Linked DNA regions of Zea mays: region 2 is linked to region 1. Evidence: chromatin contacts called from public Hi-C data. All regions are on one chromosome and are shown on one strand. Each heading gives the region's core, a stretch centred on a gene start, on an enhancer-like site or on the middle of the called end of the contact. The rest is flanking DNA. Distances are from core to core; before and after follow the strand shown.

Region 1 (5,185 bases), core at 338-2,837:
AATCAGAATCAAGGTGGGTGGTAGCAGAGATGACACCAGCAACCTTACCTGGCAGGCAACAAAGGCGAAGGCCTAACCTGGCGATGGCCTGATGGGAGGTTTTGAACAGGCTCTGATTCTGATTCAGGGACCAAGCGAAAGAGAAGTATTTGTTTCGGCAAGCATTAGGTGATACCAGCGTCCTTGATCCCAATGGTGCTGCACCTCAGCTGTTTGCGGCACGGCCACATGTAATTGTTTCCCACAGGCAGAACCTGTCAATGTTGGGTTTTTCTAGAGATAAAAACGATTTTCATAGACCCTGTTGGATTTATGTAGGAATTGGAGGGATATTCCTGTTCCGAGTGAGGGCTTGTTCGGTTAATCCCGTTATCCATGGATTGGATGGGATTGGGAAATTTTAATAAGAAGTTTGACTTAGTTGGGATTTAAACTCATCCAATCCCACTCAATCCACATGGATTGAGAGCTAACCGAACAAGCCCTGAGATGGTTATTCCAGCAGATCGTGTGTATGGTTATGCAAAATACCTCTTTACATTGTTTATAAAGTTTGAAGTAGGAGATGAGGTGGTTAAATTGATGTGGAGACAGCTTATGTCACCATTACCGGTGCACAGTGACCTATTTGCTGATGGTACAGATTTTCAGGCAAGCTTTAAGAGACCGAAATTTGTAGTAGCAGAGCCAGGTTACAAAAACTTGATGTTGCGTCTTGTACGGTGAGTGAGAAGATCATAACTTTATAACCTTGTCGACTGTCATAGTACTGTTTTCGTTTTCCTTCTCCAAGTCCGAATAGATACAGCACAGATTTCAGATGATGTGAACTCAAAAGGTTACAGTGTTTAGATCATGTGAACTCGTAACTCTCTGTATAAAGTAAAAAAAAAACATAATGAACTCCTGGCAAAGCGATGCGTATATGTTGACAAGCTATTCGTCCGTTCTCTTCCCGAGCTCCAGACTCTGGCCAGACTGTCTGATGATGGCCCAGACACATCAGATCACTTCCGGCTCTTCTTCTTCTGCTGTTTAGCTGTCGATCGACACGGTTCCATGGCGACACCAAGAAATCAACCCGTTTGAGTTAGTAAGTGCGAAAGAGACAGAAAGAACAAAAGCATCGCACCACAGAGAGACGCATGACCAGCAAGTGGTGATCGATTACCCAGTCTTCTCTTGGCCTCGGATTTGGCGAAGAACTCCGCCCACTCGTCCGTAAGTACGAACACCGGCTCCTCGTCTTCCTCCTCCTCCTCCTCCGCGTGCAGCAGCCCCGGCTCGGGATCCAAATCCTCCACGTCCTCCCTTACGGCGGCGCGGGGCGGCTCTGGCTGCCCAGGCGCCGCGCTTGGGTTCGGGTAGGTGTTGGGGAAGAGTACGGGAGCCGGGTGCCGCTGCTGGTTGTCGTTGAGGCGGGCCGGCGGCGCAGGAGCGAGCAGGTGGGTGCCGTGGTGGTGATGATGGCAGCAGCGGAGGTGGATGTGGACGTGGTGGTGGTGGCGCGGGTCGAGGTGGAGGTGGACCATGTGGTGGTGGCGGCGGGGAAGGCCCGGCTCTGGGTGCGGCGGATTCATGTTGCTTCAACCCTTGGCGAAGAGCCGAAGAGGTAGGGGCGTAGCAGCGTAGGGGTAGTCGCCGAGTCGGCCTTTTTTTTTTCTTTCAATTTAGTCATTTTAGAGTTTTATTTTCACAAATACATATTTTTCAGTTTCAATTCAGGAAATGCTCTTAGGTTGGCACCATCATTATTGACGTCAAGCTACGTGTCGTCGCCAATTATTTTGGCAACTAGATGTAATCATTGAGGCTAACATGGAGCTGATGTGGCAGCAAGTAGGCGCCATCACTCTTGACGTCGAGGTAGTCGTCATGGATCTTAGCGTCGACCTACGGGGCTATAAATACCCCACTTCAATCGTCAGTTCTTTCTACTCATTTCTCTTTTTCCAAACGATAAACATCAACCTAAATCAACAACTTGGAACCATTGTTCCTCTATGACAAGGTAATTTTCCTCCTATTTTTTCCTCTTTTGTTATGTCTGGTTAATAGGGGTAGAGACTGAGAAGACGACGGGGTAACTAGTATATAGGGGTCGGCGCCAAGATCTATGGCGTCGACCCCACGACCACGTCAACATGGGCCCTTATGTAGGCACCAAGATCAATGGCGTCTAGGTTGGCACCAAGATCCATGGCGTCGACCTAAGGCCACGCCACGTCAGATCAACGCCTCGCCAATTTCTTTGGCGACGACACGTGTTGGGTCGGTGCCAATAGTGACCGTGTCGACCTAAGGGTCCATTTTCTAAATTGAAACCGTAAAAGACATATTTGTGAAAATAAAAGCTGAAAAGGTCCAAATTACAAAAAAGGCGGTTGGGTCGATGGCTCTGGTGCTACTGGTAGTGGTACAGCCGTACAGGTACAACCGGGTTTGGGAAGGAATATTTTTGCTAGTGGAGAAGGAGATACTCTCAACTCTATTAATAAAGTGTTTGATTTGATTAATAAGATAGGACTATCGTCTTCTCACTTCTAACTTTCTTTCTTTGTTTTGTGGAATGAAATGAGCTGATGCGTCACCACCTTATTCTTCACAGTTAGTTAGTTAATACTAATACTAGGTGTGTGCCTGTGCGTTGCAACGGGAGTACGCTAGGATGATCATCGATACATATCTGATCGGATTTTATATTTTCTTGGAGGTCTGGAGAAAGTTTGCTCGGAAGCCAAACATGTTAAGATCTGAGCATGAGTTACCCTTGTGCCCCATCAGCACAATGTTCCGCGCTTGTATGAGTCTTGCTAATTTACATATCTCGTGCATAGTCTCTATAATATACAGAATCTGCGTGACAAACATTATTAATATCACACAACCTATTTTAAAGAGTCAATATAGAATTTTTAATAATAGGCAAATATGTCGACAACCGTACATTAATCTAATCCTTTTTAATGGCCAACAATCGAACAGCCATGTCAAAACATTTTAGAGTCATATCTAGATTTACCCTTAATACGTTTTGCAGGTTTTTGACAGATATTTCTATCTTAAAAGGGTTGAAACTTCGCACCCATGTCATCCTATAATGCAGCATGACAAAAGTCTATATCAAAACTCTACGTAGTTGGTACCTATAAAATAGATAAAATAATAAGCACTTACTCTAATGTCGTATCATCTTGAATTGTCATGATGTAATCATATAGAACATCTATTAAATCGGCTTTGGTCACTGGCATTTCCTTTGTGGAAAGGTCACTCAGTAAAAATTCATTAGTGCACTCATCGATCGATATTTTTATAGGAGTTCTTTTATCCCAATCATGAACAAACCACCTTTCTAAGTCTGCTTGAGTGATGGGGCCATCACCATCTTCCATCAATACTTCGTTGTCTTAAGATACACAAAGTGGTTTCCTCTTCTTAGGATTTGTGGGACTATCTAATATCTGAACATCAGAGGAGCTTCCAGCATCGACTTCTTTGTCATACTTGTATAATGGACACCCCTTTCTCTTGTTTATATCTGAAAATAGTAATGTAGCAGCCAATTTTTTCCTAAAGTGTAACATGTCATCCTGCAAATAAGAAACAATTTATTTAGCAATTATATGTATCATTGAAATAATACAGTAATATGTGTATTATTAAATCTCATGCTTTGAAATTGCTTCTCTCTCTACCTCAGAGAAAACACCTTGAAATTGCTAAGTGGGTACTTTTGGGTTTTGGCAACCAAATCGGTCCCAGCATCTAGATTAGTTCGGCCCATGATAGGAACGGGCCCATAATACAATCTTCGTCGAACGCCCCACGCTTTTTGTGTGCTGATGACCTGAATCAGGGAAGCGACAACACATGCCTTTTCCAGCTGTAGGGCCTCTGTTTTCTCTTCGTTCAGCTTAATTGCCTTCCCGACCAGGACCTGAACAACGCTTTGATACAGTCCGCCCTAGCATCAGACATCCTGGTTCTGGTCGAGCAATACGACACATGTTGAATGCGTCTGGAGTGGAGAGTCGATCAAGCTCGTCGAACAAGTTTGGTGTGAAAAATGTGCGCAAATTGATTCATTGTTGTTCTGGCACACGTCTGTCCAGTTCAGACGTGGATCCTTGTTGCCAAAACATATTCAGATGGCTAGACACACACCTTGCTTGTATCGGACAATCTTGTAAGTTCCATCTGAATAGACAACGCGAATTTTACCCCAAAAAAGAAAAATAAAGAAAAGACGCTAGAAGGACGTGTACTACTCCACTCCTTAACAATCGGTACATGGGAGTAATTGGTAAATGTAATTATTCTTTATGGATTAGGCTTTTATCTAGATACGGCAAAAGAATGTGTTAAGGCCTGCTCTGCTATATATAGTCTGTCATCCAGAAAAACCAGGCACATCGGGTGTCTGTGTAACCCATCTATTTTGCTGCGTTTCAGCCTCCTCCTTGCCTCGTTCGTCGAACAAACAACTGGAGAAAAAAAACCTCCGTCCATCCGTGCGTGTTAGCTGCAGTCTGCAGCTCCCACTTGCCAGCTTGTCTCAAGGTGTTTGCACTCTACAACTGGCCAGACAGGGCTCTTGTCGGATCATACGTCGACAACAGCCTTGTCTGTCCAGAGAAGAGCAGAGCAGAGCAGAGTGAACGAAAATGAAGCATCAGGTTCAGCCAGAGAACGGAGAGCCATCAGAAGAGCGCTCCGTGTCTTACCACACGCTCGAACTGGGGCACCGACAGGTTGTTCTCGAGGTTCCGCAGCACCAGCAAGACCTGCAGGAGTCAGGAGACGGTTTCGGTCCAGCTCAACGATAGGAGAGGAACTGAGGAAGGCTCGTGAAACACGAGACAGACACGAGGAAGGAGGGGTCAGAGGCTCAACAGCGCTGAGCTACTGCTACTCACTGTCTTGGCTGTGATGTCGTCCATCTCCTTCAGCTTCTGTAGGTGGGCTTCCACCGGGACCGGCACGTCCGCGTCGAACATGTCGCCGACGAACCTGTACACCTGCGCAAACGGCACGTCCTCTGCCGAAGGAGGGGGCACCAGCTCACGGTTTATTTTCTGAAGCGGGCGTGCTGTTCCACTTTCACCGGTCGCGTTGGGTTCGCGGAGGAAGGTTTTGGTGGTCGGAAGGTGTTTGTGTACGTACCGGGTGACAACGGGAGCTC
Region 2 (4,888 bases), core at 379-2,878, 270 kb after region 1:
TATACCCTGAAGGCGTGAGCTTGATGATCAATATGTGAACATTTATGGAACTTTCTATCAAATATATAGATCCAGTCGATCGAACACCATCAGTCAAAGTGACTTATTTATATTGATACGTGCACTTACCTCGTATGTCCTAGAAGTGAGTAGAGGTAAAGTTCCTGAAATAGTCCTTGCAAGGATATGCAATTCGTTTGCTAAATCTTTATATGCATATACTTCTAGAAGAAGATGTTTTGCCTTACTGATACGGTTTTGCAAGGATCAGGGGAACACATTTCTAAAGTTAGCCTTTATAGAAGATTCAATTGAATCTAGATATAGAAGATCGAAATATGTCCTGATGACAATTGTTGTACTCTTTTTCCTTGGTGAGTTTTCCTGAAGTTTCTCACATGAGGTTTTTAACGAGGCAACAAAGTGCAAATGCAATATGCGTCACCATGCGCTCTTTCTCCATATTTTCCCACTGGGTTTTTTTGGGAGTTTTAATGAGACATGTGTTGGTCGCGGTATTCGCCCAAGGGGGAGTGTTGAGAAACCCTAATGAAGGGTTATGTGGGCAAATACCGAATATGCCCCTGAGGGCAATCACGTTTCTATATATAGAACATGTACCCCCTCATATGGAAGAAAGAGAAGAGAAAGAGGCCAGAGGCCCAAACCTACATTGTGTCTCGTGTGTTTTTTCTGTCGTGCTTATGCGAAGGGAGACAGGTACTCTACAACTTCTTGCGCCTCTACTGCTGACGGGAGGGAAGGGAGCGGATCTGGTGATCCGTGGTAACGTAGTTCTCAACATAGGGTTTAGATTTTGGGAGAGAGAGGGAGAGACCGAGAGGGCAGCTCGCAGGGAGAAGCCAGAAGAAGCGGCAAGTGGTGCGGGCGGCGTGCGGCCAAGCCAGTGAGCCACCGAGAGGCTAATTGGACTTTGGTGTGGCTGGTTGTGTGGGCCGCCCGTATGGCTGGGCTGAAGAACGACGTGTCCTGTGTGGGCCGTGTCGTGTGGTTGGGTTGCTCCATATGAGTGGGCCGGGCCATTGCAGATTTGCACAACTCGTTTGGCTCGCGAGTAACTCACGAGCCAGCTCAAGTTTGACTCGTTAAGAACCGGGTTAATTTGTTAGCTCAGCTCGTGACTCATTTTAAACGAACCGAGTCGAGTCACTAATGAGTCGAGTCGAGCGAGTTACCGAGTCACGAGTTTTTTGTCCAGCTCTAAGTATAACCCATCTAAAAACCATCCGTCTCATTTTTCCTCTTTCAATAACGGAACCGCAGCATCAGTAATTACATTAGGATATATGTTAAAATTAGCATGCTATAAAAAATTCAAATTAGCATATCGATGTATTACTGTTGAATCCAATTTACACCAAGAACTTTGATTTAATCGTTGAATGTTTGACTTTTAGTATTTAAGTGAAAATTTGTACAAATATTCAATAATGCCACACACTATAGTAATTCCGAAAACAAATTTAAGGATATTTCCCACTCAACTAAATATATAATAAATAGATATAATCAGTGAGAGTGTGGACATTAAAATCAAGCTGTTAAATTATTTCGAAACATATTTAGCAGACGATTTAAATATTTCGTGCAGATTCGGATCGAGGAGCGAAAAGACGAAGAGTTGTGCTAACATCCCTTGCAAAACAGAACAAATTCAGTAAAAGAACGGAGAAAAAAAAAAAGAGAAGTCCCTCCCATTCGTCGCTAATCACAATCCCGATCTCCAAGCAAACCCACCTCCCGTCAGTTCCCTACTCGCCGATCCAGATCTCCTACAGCTTTCCACTCCGCCACTCCAACCGGACGCCTCCGCCGTCGCCGGCGGCGGTCGAGCCACGCGCGCACGCCGCTGAGGAACCCGGAGAGGGCGGCGGCAATGGAGCAGCTGCGGACGTTCGGGCGGGAGCTGGCGATGGGGTCGCAGGGCGGGTGGGGGCAGTCCAAGGATTTCCTCGACCTCGTCAAGTCTATCGGCGAGGCGCGCTCCAAGGCGGAGGAGGACCGCATCATCGCGCGCGAGCTCGAGCACCTCAAGCGCCGCCTGGCCGACCCCGACGTGCCACGCCGCAAGATGAAGGAGCTTCTCCTCCGCCTAGTCTACGCCGAGATGCTCGGCCACGACGCTTCCTTCGGCCACATCCACGCCGTCAAGATGACCCACGACGAGTCGCTACCGCTCAAGCGTACCGGCTACCTCGCCGTCGCACTCTTCCTCGACGAGCGCCACGACCTCGTCATCCTCGTGGTCAACACCATCCAGAAGGACCTCAGGTCGGACAACTACCTCGTCGTCTGCGCAGCACTCACCGCCGCGTGCCGCCTTATTGGTGAGGAGGCCATCCCCGCCGTGCTGCCCCAGGTCGTAGATCTGCTCGTGCACCCCAAGGAGGCTGTGAGGAAGAAGGCCGTCATGGCATTACACCGGTTCTACCAGCGATCCTCCTCCTCCGTTTCCCACCTCGTCTCCAACTTCCGCAAGGTCCGCACTTTTCCCCTTCATTTTTGTGCTAAATTCATGTTTTTATATAACTGACCGAAACCAACATTGAATAGCTCATAATGATCATGCATGAGCTACAAATTGTCTCAAAAGACATCCTATGACCAATTCTTTTCAAGATGAATGGTAGTATGCATTTAGTAATGCCCCTGTTTGGTTCTTCTGGGGGGGCTTCTGGTCGCCAGAAGCTAGAAGCTGAACCACCAAACGCTCAACTTTTTAGCCAGCTTCTATAAAATTCGTTTAGCTAAAAACCATTCAAAAACAACATAAACACATAATCGGTTGAGTTGTTGCAATAGTAGTAATTCGTCATTTTGTAGATCCTGAGTCCTATGAACAAGTTTATCTTCCTTCGCACGTAATCCTAATAATACTTAGATTCTCTACACAGCCAGATTCTCAGAAAAGCTGGTCAGAAAAAAGCTGAACAAACAGGCCCAATGTCCCTTCTCACATGCCTTGATATTTAGTATGTGATGGGGACAGGGGCTTCCCGATTTTTATATCTATCGATTTAATGGAGAGCGACACACCGATACAACTTTAAATCACAAAGACCCGAAGCCTGCAACCTTAACACCACATCTCCTCTGGCTTTGGTTATCAACCGTGCCACAATCTTGTTGACCTTGTCGAGAAGGCTAATCTCTGCTGCGAATAGATGAACACAAGTAAGACTAAGATAAAACACACTCAAGTCTTTGGCAATTGCGGATGTATGATTAAGCACTCGAATTTTGGGTTTCACAAACTGATAACGACAACCGTTTTAAGACAAATTGTTCTAAAATAAAACCCGAAGTCCCGAACTCTAATGTGGGCAGCGACTACTGATTATATAGTCTAAGGGGCATCCAAGAACCTCAATTTGCGCCCCCTAGTTGATCAACATGTTACATGGCCCAACGACCCAAAAGACGGTGACTCAACACCTTGACAGATTCTGGACGTTGACTTGTTCTGACGATTCCCATTGACTCCAGTGGAACTTTGATGTCAAATCATAGCTATAAATTAGCTTATAATATCATCTTTTCATCCATAGATGAATCATTGAAAACATAGTTCGTATGTGTCTGAGGCGTTCATTTTACTGCAGACTAGTCCTGAATTCTGAGATGAACTTGAACTTGTTACATATTGGGCCTCCAATTTGACTTGGATGTCCTTGTTGGCCTCCTAAGGAAGTGGCCACGGGTGAGGGTGTCCAAGGGCTTCCTTGTTGTGTTCTCCATCTCCTTGAGGCATGTTCCAATTTAGACCAGGGTCCTAGGGTGAATATCAGGCTCACAACAACGACATAGTTTTTTCGGCAGAAACGACGTCAAATTACCATGATTGTTTGGAGGCCTTTTTGATGTGATTTTAAGGTCAAACTAGATCCATTTAAAAGCTTATCTAATAATCTTTCTATCAGGTGCTCATGGACGTCAAACTTACTCCGGATGGAGTTAAGACCTTCCTGATAAAGTATTGTTGGGCTTCCTAGGAAATGAATGTTCAACTTTAATGGACTTGCATTTTAAGATTTGACTTGTTCATGACATATCCATACTCCATCATTATCACTGTTGTTTCTAAACATAATTAAAATACTGATATTAGACAGTAACTAATTCTTAGTTTTATTATTATGCAAACATAGGAATGAGCTCACCTTATAATGAGCAGCTGTATCCGAAGTTTTCATGTCGTCATCAGTATGTCACTGTAGATACCACAGCAACTTTGGACTGAATATGCATGGACTTCCAAAGATGAAAATTTTGCATGTGCAGTACATTTTTACTTACGTTCTTAATTTCTTGCAAGCTAGAATGATTATTCTTATTTTAATCTCTGCATGGAGCAGTGAGGTTCCTAATATTGTTGGTTCTTGCTGTGTAGAGGCTATGTGATAATGATCCAGGGGTAATGGGTGCAACTCTATGCCCCCTCTATGACCTGATTTCGGAGGAACCAAATTCGTACAAGGATTTGGTTGTTAGTTTCGTTAACATCCTCAAACAAGTTGCTGAGAGGAGGCTTCCGACTTCCTACGATTATCACCAAATGCCTGCACCATTTATTCAGGTACTTGAGTTAAATTAAACATTATTTATTTGTTAGGTGCTGCTAGGTTGCTATTGCGAGTTATGCTTCTTTTATGGGTTTAAGCTTTCAGTTGTCACCATGCTATCCGGCTATCTGCCTTAGATTTTGTTTCTGTCATCGGCAGATAAAACTATTGAAGATACTTGCTGTGCTTGGCAGTGGTGATAAACAAGCAAGTGGACATATGTACACTGTATTGGGCGACATATTCAAGAAGGGTGACACTGCGAGCAACATTGGCAATGCTATACTGTATGAATGCATATGCTG

What was found. A called contact is a pair of places that touch in the nucleus more often than the background predicts.
Region 2: a contact with region 1 is called in a Hi-C map of leaf, with 3 times the contacts expected there. The contact joins the promoter of LOC103636362 here to the promoter of LOC100278154 in region 1. A contact is called at or near these places in 5 of 25 Hi-C or Micro-C datasets (ear, leaf and tassel).

What each region holds. Positions count from the first base shown.
Region 1 is chr8:168,539,647-168,544,831 of Zm-B73-REFERENCE-NAM-5.0, forward strand. LOC100278154 reads right to left here and starts at 1,588. Exons shown (of 2, transcript NM_001290439.2): 1 at 1,172-1,588; 2 at 534-1,039. The coding sequence starts at 1,580. The coding sequence ends at 1,008.
Region 2 is chr8:168,813,393-168,818,280 of Zm-B73-REFERENCE-NAM-5.0, forward strand. It overlaps LOC103636362 (AP-4 complex subunit epsilon), which reads left to right and starts at 1,629. Exons shown (of 11, transcript XM_008658720.4): 1 at 1,629-2,500; 2 at 4,412-4,597; 3 at 4,743-4,888. The coding sequence starts at 1,898.